Linked DNA regions of Mus musculus: all the other regions are linked to region 2. The links are chromatin contacts, called in public HiChIP or PLAC-seq maps. All regions are on one chromosome and are shown on one strand. The core of a region is the stretch at or near the end of the contact, and the rest is flanking DNA. Distances in the headings are between cores, read along the strand shown.

The links. HiChIP or PLAC-seq counts read pairs in DNA pulled down with a chosen protein or histone mark.
Region 1: a contact with region 2 is called in an H3K27ac HiChIP or PLAC-seq map of embryonic stem cells, with 7 read pairs. The contact joins two enhancer-like sites. A contact is called at or near these places in 6 of 39 promoter capture datasets (3T3-L1-derived adipocytes, cranial neural crest, frontonasal cranial neural crest and 3 more), 1 of 115 datasets of contacts at active chromatin or transcription factors (embryonic stem cells) and 3 of 9 other capture datasets (adipose tissue, liver and pancreatic islet).
Region 3: a contact with region 2 is called in an H3K27ac HiChIP or PLAC-seq map of embryonic stem cells, with 6 read pairs. The contact joins two enhancer-like sites. A contact is called at or near these places in 6 of 39 promoter capture datasets (embryonic stem cells, liver, maxillary cranial neural crest and 2 more), 1 of 484 Hi-C or Micro-C datasets (nephron progenitors), 1 of 115 datasets of contacts at active chromatin or transcription factors (embryonic stem cells) and 1 of 9 other capture datasets (pancreatic islet).

Annotation. Positions count from the first base shown.
Region 1 is chr16:43,859,531-43,862,230 of GRCm38.p6, forward strand. Qtrt2 (queuine tRNA-ribosyltransferase accessory subunit 2) reads right to left here. Exons shown (of 9, transcript NM_001356329.1): 9 at 1,877-2,700. Among named protein-coding and RNA genes, the nearest start is that of Gm25989, 26 kb to the right of the region's middle. Within about 2 kb of position 1,316, at least 3 of the 459 cell types and tissues checked have an H3K27ac peak or open chromatin away from gene starts, as enhancers often do. A contact at or near this core is called in embryonic stem cells, where this site is marked.
Region 2 is chr16:43,925,503-43,928,202 of GRCm38.p6, forward strand. The region is part of intron 6 of Ccdc191 (coiled-coil domain containing 191); the gene reads left to right. Among named protein-coding and RNA genes, the nearest start is that of Ccdc191, 37 kb to the left of the region's middle. Within about 2 kb of position 1,424, at least 13 of the 459 cell types and tissues checked have an H3K27ac peak or open chromatin away from gene starts, as enhancers often do. A contact at or near this core is called in embryonic stem cells, where this site is marked.
Region 3 is chr16:43,800,601-43,803,336 of GRCm38.p6, forward strand. The region is part of intron 2 of Drd3 (dopamine receptor D3); the gene reads left to right. Among named protein-coding and RNA genes, the nearest start is that of Gm26074, 32 kb to the right of the region's middle. Within about 2 kb of position 1,346, at least 150 of the 459 cell types and tissues checked have an H3K27ac peak or open chromatin away from gene starts, as enhancers often do. A contact at or near this core is called in embryonic stem cells, where this site is marked.

The DNA of each region.
Region 1 (2,700 bases), core at 66-2,565, 66 kb before region 2:
ATGAAGAAGAGAGACATTAAGTATGAAATGGAGGAGTGAAGCCAAAGCGATTCAAATGTTCAAATTCAATATTGCAAATCAGCCGCAGGGTTGGCGAGGTGGCTCAGGGGCTACCGAGCCTGATGACCTGGGTTTGAGCCCTGGAACCCATGTGGTGGAAGGAAAGCCAAGTCCCACAAGTTGTCCTCTGACCTGCACACTCATGCTGTGTGGAGCCGTGTGTGTGTGTGTGTGTGTGTGTGTGTGTGTGTGTATACACACACAAATACAAATAACTAAATCAAATGAACACCAATTCTACCAAACAAATCAAGCATAATCTTAACACATAACATAACATTTAACACATAATCCATGTGTTAAATGTGACCTTCTAGGCTCCCTGACCTACACACACACACACACACACACACACATGGCACTGCCAGTTTTAATAAGCAGAAAGCCCACAGTGACAAGCAGGACTAATCAAACTGTGGAGAGCGCCTGCTTCTAATCAGGGAGGCACAGGATAGTGATTTAACTCCATTGCTCAGTTAGCCTCATGCTGCCTCCATAGGAAAATAATTCCTGATAAGATAGTCACTTTCCATTCTAGTGTAGTCCCTTTGATGATCTTTGTTTGAACTTTGTATTAAATGCCTTTAATTATAGTATTGGCTTAAAAAAAAAGTTTTCTCCTTACTTTGCTCCAGAGAATAACGAAGTATCTCTATCCCCAATATATAAGAACCCCCAGTCTACTACTGACCACTGCATTCATTTGAGATAATCAGACTCAAACCTTGCAGCCATCTTCAGGGTGTATGTAGCTAGCTGGGGATACTGATTGACAGTTCATTTTGAACACATATAGGCACTAGCATGGTACCGTGGACACATCTGTCAGGATAACTCTTCCCACTGGAATAGTCCCATCGATTCAGTCGTGACTGTCTCAGTACCTTCAAATCAGAAGCAAGTCAAAACAGCATGGAGGCAGGATGAGGAGGGAGACAGCTTTGAGACAGGGTCTTGCTATGAGGCCCAGGCTGGTCCTGAAATCATAATCTTTCTATTCCCATCTCAAGTGCTAGAATTCCAGGCAGGTGCCACCACGCCTGTGTACTCATAAGAATTTGCTACAGTGGTGGACAGTTGTCCTTTACCTATGGGAAGCTAGAATTTAACTTGGAAGCTGAGAAGTGACATAATTTTGACCTTCAGGCAGGCTGAAGTGATTGTTTACCAAGCTTCAGTTCACGGGGATAACAGTGAGCTACAGGCGCATTTGCTAAGTTGTCTGGCACAGTGCTCCAAAGGGGGGCACTGAGGTGACTCAGCAAGTAAAGGCACTTGCCAAAGCGGACAACCTGAGCTTGATTCTTAGAACACACACAGCGGAAGGAGGGAACTCCAAGCAGCAGCGGCCCATGCCTTTAATGCCAGCACTTGGGAGACAGAGACAGGCAGAGCTCTGAGTTTGAGAAATGATCTACAGAGTGAGTTCCAGGACAGCCAGGGCTACACAGAGAAACCCTGTCTCAAAGAAGGAAGGGGGAAAGGGAAAGGAGGAGGGGGGAGGGGGAAGGAAAAGGACCCAAAAACTACTCCAGAGATTGTGAAGTTACTTTTACTATACACTAACATAGCTTTTTATCCACTATATATAATGTAGAGAGGCAGGTAATGTATATTGAGTGACAACATTCCTTCAAACTTAACATTAAAATTCTTTATATTATATAAAGATTTTAAACATAAGAATTATAAACACAAATGATAAAATCTGAAGCAAGCTTTTCCCATAAGAAATCTTTAGGATAGTCTCTGTGCCATGGAAATTTAATACTTTAGTAGATAGACTACCATTTACAAAAAACAATGCACAGCGGGGTTTTTTTTAATTAAAAATGTTTATTGGCTGTTGCCCTTCATACATTTACAACATAAAAGAAAACAATTTTTTCAAATGTGCTAATAAGAAAAAGACCCAGGGAACTGAACAATGTTTAACAGAATTTTCAGTGTTTTGGACATAAATAAAACTCATAAATTTATATGGATTCTTAGATATTTACTAATAATCCTTCAATAATGGGTTTGGTCTTGGCCAAGGATAAAACATATAAACAAGTACAAAATCCATTCAACACAGATCACTGAGAACAGAAACTCTGTCTCTGCGTCTGCATTCTATGAATCCCTTGCATTCATCAACAAGTCATACCACAAAAAGGAAAAACAACGTTGGATTTCCAGCACATAAAAGTACAGTAATTACATAATTCCTACATACAATGTTCAGTAATGGCCACTATAAATTGGAAACCAAACAAATATAAGAAATGCATTTCTTACACCTACAAAAATGAATCTTTTAAATTGTATTATTTTTATAAAAACTACATGTATATACATATATGTTTTGTGTACTCCTTAAAAAAATTGATAAATATAGAAAAGATACATACAAAAAAAAAGCCCTGTCATGCCACCACAAAAATACAGAATTACAGAGAACCCCGGAGGGACAACCAGCCTCAGGGTCAGAAGAATGCCAATTCACCAACCACTTCAAAATCCACAGGACAATCTTATGGCTGGATACAAACAAAACAGACAGACAAACAAAAACAAAAAAAGAAAGAACGTGGGGAAGGGGTGAGGCCGACAGAGCTTAGTAAATAAGGATGGAGAGTATGACGCAGCTTCTGAACA
Region 2 (2,700 bases), core at 174-2,673:
AATGCTGTCTTCTGGAAGATTTTAAGGGGAAGACAGCATTTCACTTTAAAACTTCTCTCATTGTAGTATTGTATTTGAAGAATTCTTCTAGGTAAATACTTAGGTACAGTTCATCCCCATCATGATTTACTCTGCTTCATTGACCATATCAAGCCTGTAATAAACAGATGGTAAAAGCTACAGGAAGAACAAATGATTATATGGACACCATCAGCAACTACAATCCCATACAGAAACCAATGTATTAAGAAAGAAGTGGAGAGAGGTCATGTTAGTTACCAGGCTAGTAAGACTTTCGAGTTTTCCTGGCTTGATTGAGCAGAATGCACTCTTCTTCCAACTCAAGTGTGCTTGTAAGAGCAAGGGGCTAGAGCACTGTCTTAGTTAGCATCTTACTGCTGTGAACAGACACCATGACCAAGGCAACATGGACCCTTTGTTCTATTACATTATTACCAGCTTTCTGCTTCCTATCTCCTTCACTGCCTCTGCTTGGCTCTGTAGATTGACCTTGAACTCAAAGATCTGCATGCCTGTCTCCTGGGATTGATTAAAGGTGTGGACCACCACACCTGGTAGGATCTTTCCCCACAGTCACTACTCCCTTAATTAAATTTAATATCCTTGAACACAGGTTCAGCTCCATTTCAATTCCTGGTACCCCTTTAATACTCGAATCACATATTTTATATTTTTCCTTTCTCAGCTTGCTCCTTTTCATTAAAACACTTTTCATAAAACTGGACTTTAGTAACCACACAATAGAATTTATACCCGACTGTTTTGAGACTTCCTTTGTCAAAGCAATAAATCTAAATCTTTTCACCTTAGCCTCAGGCAGACTCCTTGGACAATGGTAGGAAGCAGCCACATTCTTCACCAAAATACCACAACGGTCTCTGCCACATACTGAAATTCTTCTCCACTGAAACCTCTTGGGCCAGGTCTGCACAGTTCAAATCACTCTCGGCAACAAAGTCTTCCATATTCCTACCAGGATGGCCCATTAAGCCCCACTTAAGGGATCCCACTGCTTTCCAAATCCACATTCTTCCAAACAAAAGCGTGGTCAGGCCTATCACAGCAATACCCTATCCCTGGCTCCGACTTCTGACTTAGTTAGCATTTTACTGCTGTGAACAGACAACTCTTTTAAGGACAGCATTTAATCGGGGCTGGCTTACAGGTTCAGAGGTTTAGTCCATTATCATCAAGGCAGGGACATGGCAGTATCCCGGCAGGCATGGTGCAGGAGGAGCTGGGAGTTCTACATCTTTATCTGAATGAAGGCTGCTAGCAGGATACTGGCTTCCAGGCAGCTAGAATGAGGGTCTTATAGCCCACACCCATAGTGACACAGCTACTCCAACAGGGCCACACCTTCTAATGGTGCCACTCCCTAGGTGAGCATATACAAACCATCACAAGCACCATTGTAGCTCTAGACTGTGAACTGATCAGGAGAGACAGGAGCAGCGTGGTCTGGGGATGTGGGGATGTGGGGATGACCTTTAATTCTCATTATCTTGCCCAGACTTAGGATTACCTCAGAGATACACCTGTGTGGGACTTTGCAGAGGTTTACTGGAGGAGGACTGGGAATGTGAACAGCACCAGACCAAATAAAAAGGAGAAAGCCAGCTTAGGTCAGCATTCATCCCTCTCTGCCTCCCAACTGTGGGTACCATGTGGCTGATTTCGTCAAACTGCAACTACTGCTAAACCCTTGTAGCTGCCTCCTTTCCCTGCCATGAGAGACTGTGCCCTTGAACCTAGAGCCCAAATAAACCCTTCCTTACATTGCTCTTGCCAAGAATTGTCTCTGCAGTAAGAAAAGTGACTAGTACCAGAGTGAAGGGAACAAGTAGATGCTATCTGTGGAAGCATGAGAGGACTGGAAGTGTATTCCTTTTACCAGTGTCTTCAAGACACTTATCAGACTCATGTTTACCTAAGGAATATTTACTATGGATCAAGAATAACTAAGCAGTGATCTTTAATTCATCCTTCTCCTTTTTTTTAATCTAAATTTTAATAAGATTGCTTTTGAGCAAGCAGGAGGAAAAGCCCAGTAGCAATTGTATTTGAGTAAAGCAGGGCTCCAGGCATCTGTCCTGGGGCTGTTGTTAGCTTCTGCAGTCAGCCTCACTCCACACCCTGGAAACCTACCCTCTGCTCCCAGGGTCTTAACGCTCGGATGGTAAAGGACCATATTGACTACAGAGTTTATAGGCTCTAATTTTGATCTCCTAAATTCAGGTAAGTATCTAGAGACAGTGTTCTACCATAGTAGGCTATATGTAGTTTTCATTCAATTTCAAAACAGAGAATATACCCTTCACTGTTAGACTAATTATCTATAAATTAAAGACATCACCAGGATGTCAGAATGTTTGAGTTTTAGCCTTGCTGGTGCTTTACTTTGTGACTTCAATTATCCAGCTCTACCTAAAGCTGTAATTCAATGAGCTTAATCACAAGAATAGTTACACTTTCTATTTTATCATAATGATCTACAAATAAATAAAATAGTACATGTAGAGCAATAGAGGGCTAGGGTTGTAGTCTGGTTGTATATTATTTCCTTATGTGCATAGTCCAGGGTTTAATCTCTAGTACCAATAAACAAACAAATGATTAGACAATTAAAGATATAATAGTACATAGAAGTTACTTTGAACTTTATAACAAGAGGGACAT
Region 3 (2,736 bases), core at 96-2,595, 120 kb before region 2:
AGGGAGTTAGAGTCAGGCCCTCCCACTCAGACCGGGCTCGTCTTTCCCCCAGCAGTCACGGCGAGAACCCCCCACTTGAGGTTAATGATAGCTTCAGCTGGACAGTCATGATATTAAGACCTTAATGAGCGATCGGCCACGTCGACCGAGAATCAGAGGGCGCTCCATGTGTGCTGAAGGTCCTGCTGTCCCTCGTCACAAGTCCCAAGCTAGACCCTGATCTTCCAGAGATTTAGACAGTCCCCCATTCTTGACAAAAGTTAGGGAAGGTCACCTGTGAAGGTCACGCCTGCAGCGCACCACTAGAAGTATAATTTCCTGTTATCCTAATTTGTGTGAATGCACAGGCAACAAAAACAAATATAGCTATCATTTATAAACAGTCCAGCAAAGTAGGTACATTGTCCCATTACATGTGCACATGTCAGTGGGCGTATGCGTATGTACACACACACACACACACACGGGTGGGGTGACTAGAATCACAAAGCTATTAGGTAATAGATGAATGGAACCAAAAGTCACTGCCCATCTTTTTATTTCCCCAGGGCTGGGGATGGAACCTACCACTTAGAATGTGCTAACCTTTGCATTCTTCCATGGAGAGACAGCTCCAGGGTTATGTTAGCTCAAGCCACCAACACAAGTCTGTGATCCTCCTGCCTCCACCTTCACCCCCTGAATGCTGACCTTGTAGGCATGTGCCACCAAGCCAGCTTGTGCAGCCAATATCTCCTACAATAAACTGCCCTGGAGCCTCACCCTGGGGCCCCTAGCTGTTAAGTCACACTGCCAAGTTCAGTATCTAAGCCTTACAGCAAAGCGACTCTAGGCTGTTTGGTTCCTTGTGCCCGTTTAACATCAACAACTACCCCAGCCCTTCAACAGTGGCTCACACAAGAAAGTTCTCGACACTTGTCTGATAAATAAATTTAATGTGCACTGCCTGACAACCAGGAGGGGGAAAAAATCACAATCATAAAACCTAAAGTCACACAGAACAATCATGAATCTCTTAGGCTAGCCCAATAATGATGGCGATACAGTAAGAACTGCCTTTTGGATTTTAAGTTGTATTAAAAAACAAACAAACAAACAAAAAACTTCACAAATGTAATCTCATTCAATAGCTGTGAACAGTTCTGTTAGACAGAAAATTTGAGTCAGAAAACTCCAGCCGCGGGCCTCACTGTCTGACAAGCTAGCTGCAAAGCTGGATTTCAGCCCTAGGGCTTTACCAGAGCGAACATTGACTGCACTCGGGTCGGCTGAGTACTCTACAGGAGAGAGGGCCGAAAGAACTAGATGCTGCAACACAAAGAAGGGAGTGGGACTGGGAACACCTCCAAGGGAGGTGGCCCTAGCCAGGGTTCCTTCTCCAGCCAAGCCGCGCCAAGCCAAGCCTGACCCAGCGCCTCCGCGGTTGGCCTTGAGCAAATCGCTCAGAGAGGAAACCAGAGGCTAAACAAGTCTCGCAGGGTGAGAATGCGGGGTCCTCGCAGGGCTCCAGGAACTAAGTGGGGAGGTTTTCCGGCTCTGCCTCCCCACAGAGCCTGGAGAGCCCCCAGGTGAGTCGTGAACTTCTCACCCCGGCAGAGCTGGCGAAGTTCTTGCTGCATTTTGGTGCCCTCCAATGGTGGATTTTGGAACAGCCTCGAGGTCTTAGCCACCCACCTATGACATGCTGGAGGGGGCCTCATTTATTCTAACGGCTTAATCATTTAAGAAGAAGAAGGGGGGAAAAAAAACATACTGTGACAATAAAAGACTGTAGTCTTGTCTCTCATCTCTTACCCCAAGTGAGCAAGAAGGTTTGACAGAAATTCTCCCTAATGCAGACTCTCTCAGACTTGTCTAATAAGATACATTAGATGTTAAAAATACACGTCTCTGGGTTTTACTTTAGAAGTACCTCATGGAAACCACTAGGGAAATAACTTGGGGACGTTCATTTTAACAGTACACCCCCACACTCTCCAACTCCCACCCCCACGTTCCCCACACCCTAACACGCTGGCAATTAGCAGAGTCAAGATACTTGGGGAGGTTCAGTTCTGAGCATTCACACTGGTCTCCCGAGTACAAACAAGTGGGATGCCAGCAAACCCATGTTTCCCTGCAGGGCTAAGACAGCTACATGTGCCTTGGACAGGGAATGGGGTCCTTGTCAAAGGCACTGGTCCTAGAGATGGGAGACCTGGCTCTGCAAGGACAACTCCAGTCTGAAACTTTAGATCTATCCTGCCTTCCCTGAAGTTCTGGCTCCTCTCATAAAAAGAGCTACGTTCAGTATAGTCTCTTGCTCATAGAAGTGATGGAGCCTCCAAAGAGCTGATGAGCATTAAAGTGTGTTTAAGACAGCATGCCATTCCCACTAGTGTGCTAGAACCATGCTGGTGAGAGCAATATTCCAGGAATGTTTCAAGTTGGTAATCAAGCCTTTGGTGGTGGCTTGACATGAGCAGTGGTGGGAGTATTTGCGCAACAAAAATTGATGCATGTTACAAATTGGGGCTTTGTGTGTGTGTGTGTGTGAGAGAGAGAGAGAGAGAGAGAGAGAGAGACAGAGAGACAGAGAGACAGAGACAGAGAGACAGAGAGAGACAGAGAGAGACAGAGAGAGCAAGAGAGGAAAAGAAAGAAAGAGGAAAAGAAAGAGAGAGGAAAAGAGAGAGAATTGTTAGCACATCACTGAATATTTAGCATGTCTGGATTCTTTTACCCGTTAATTTTTTT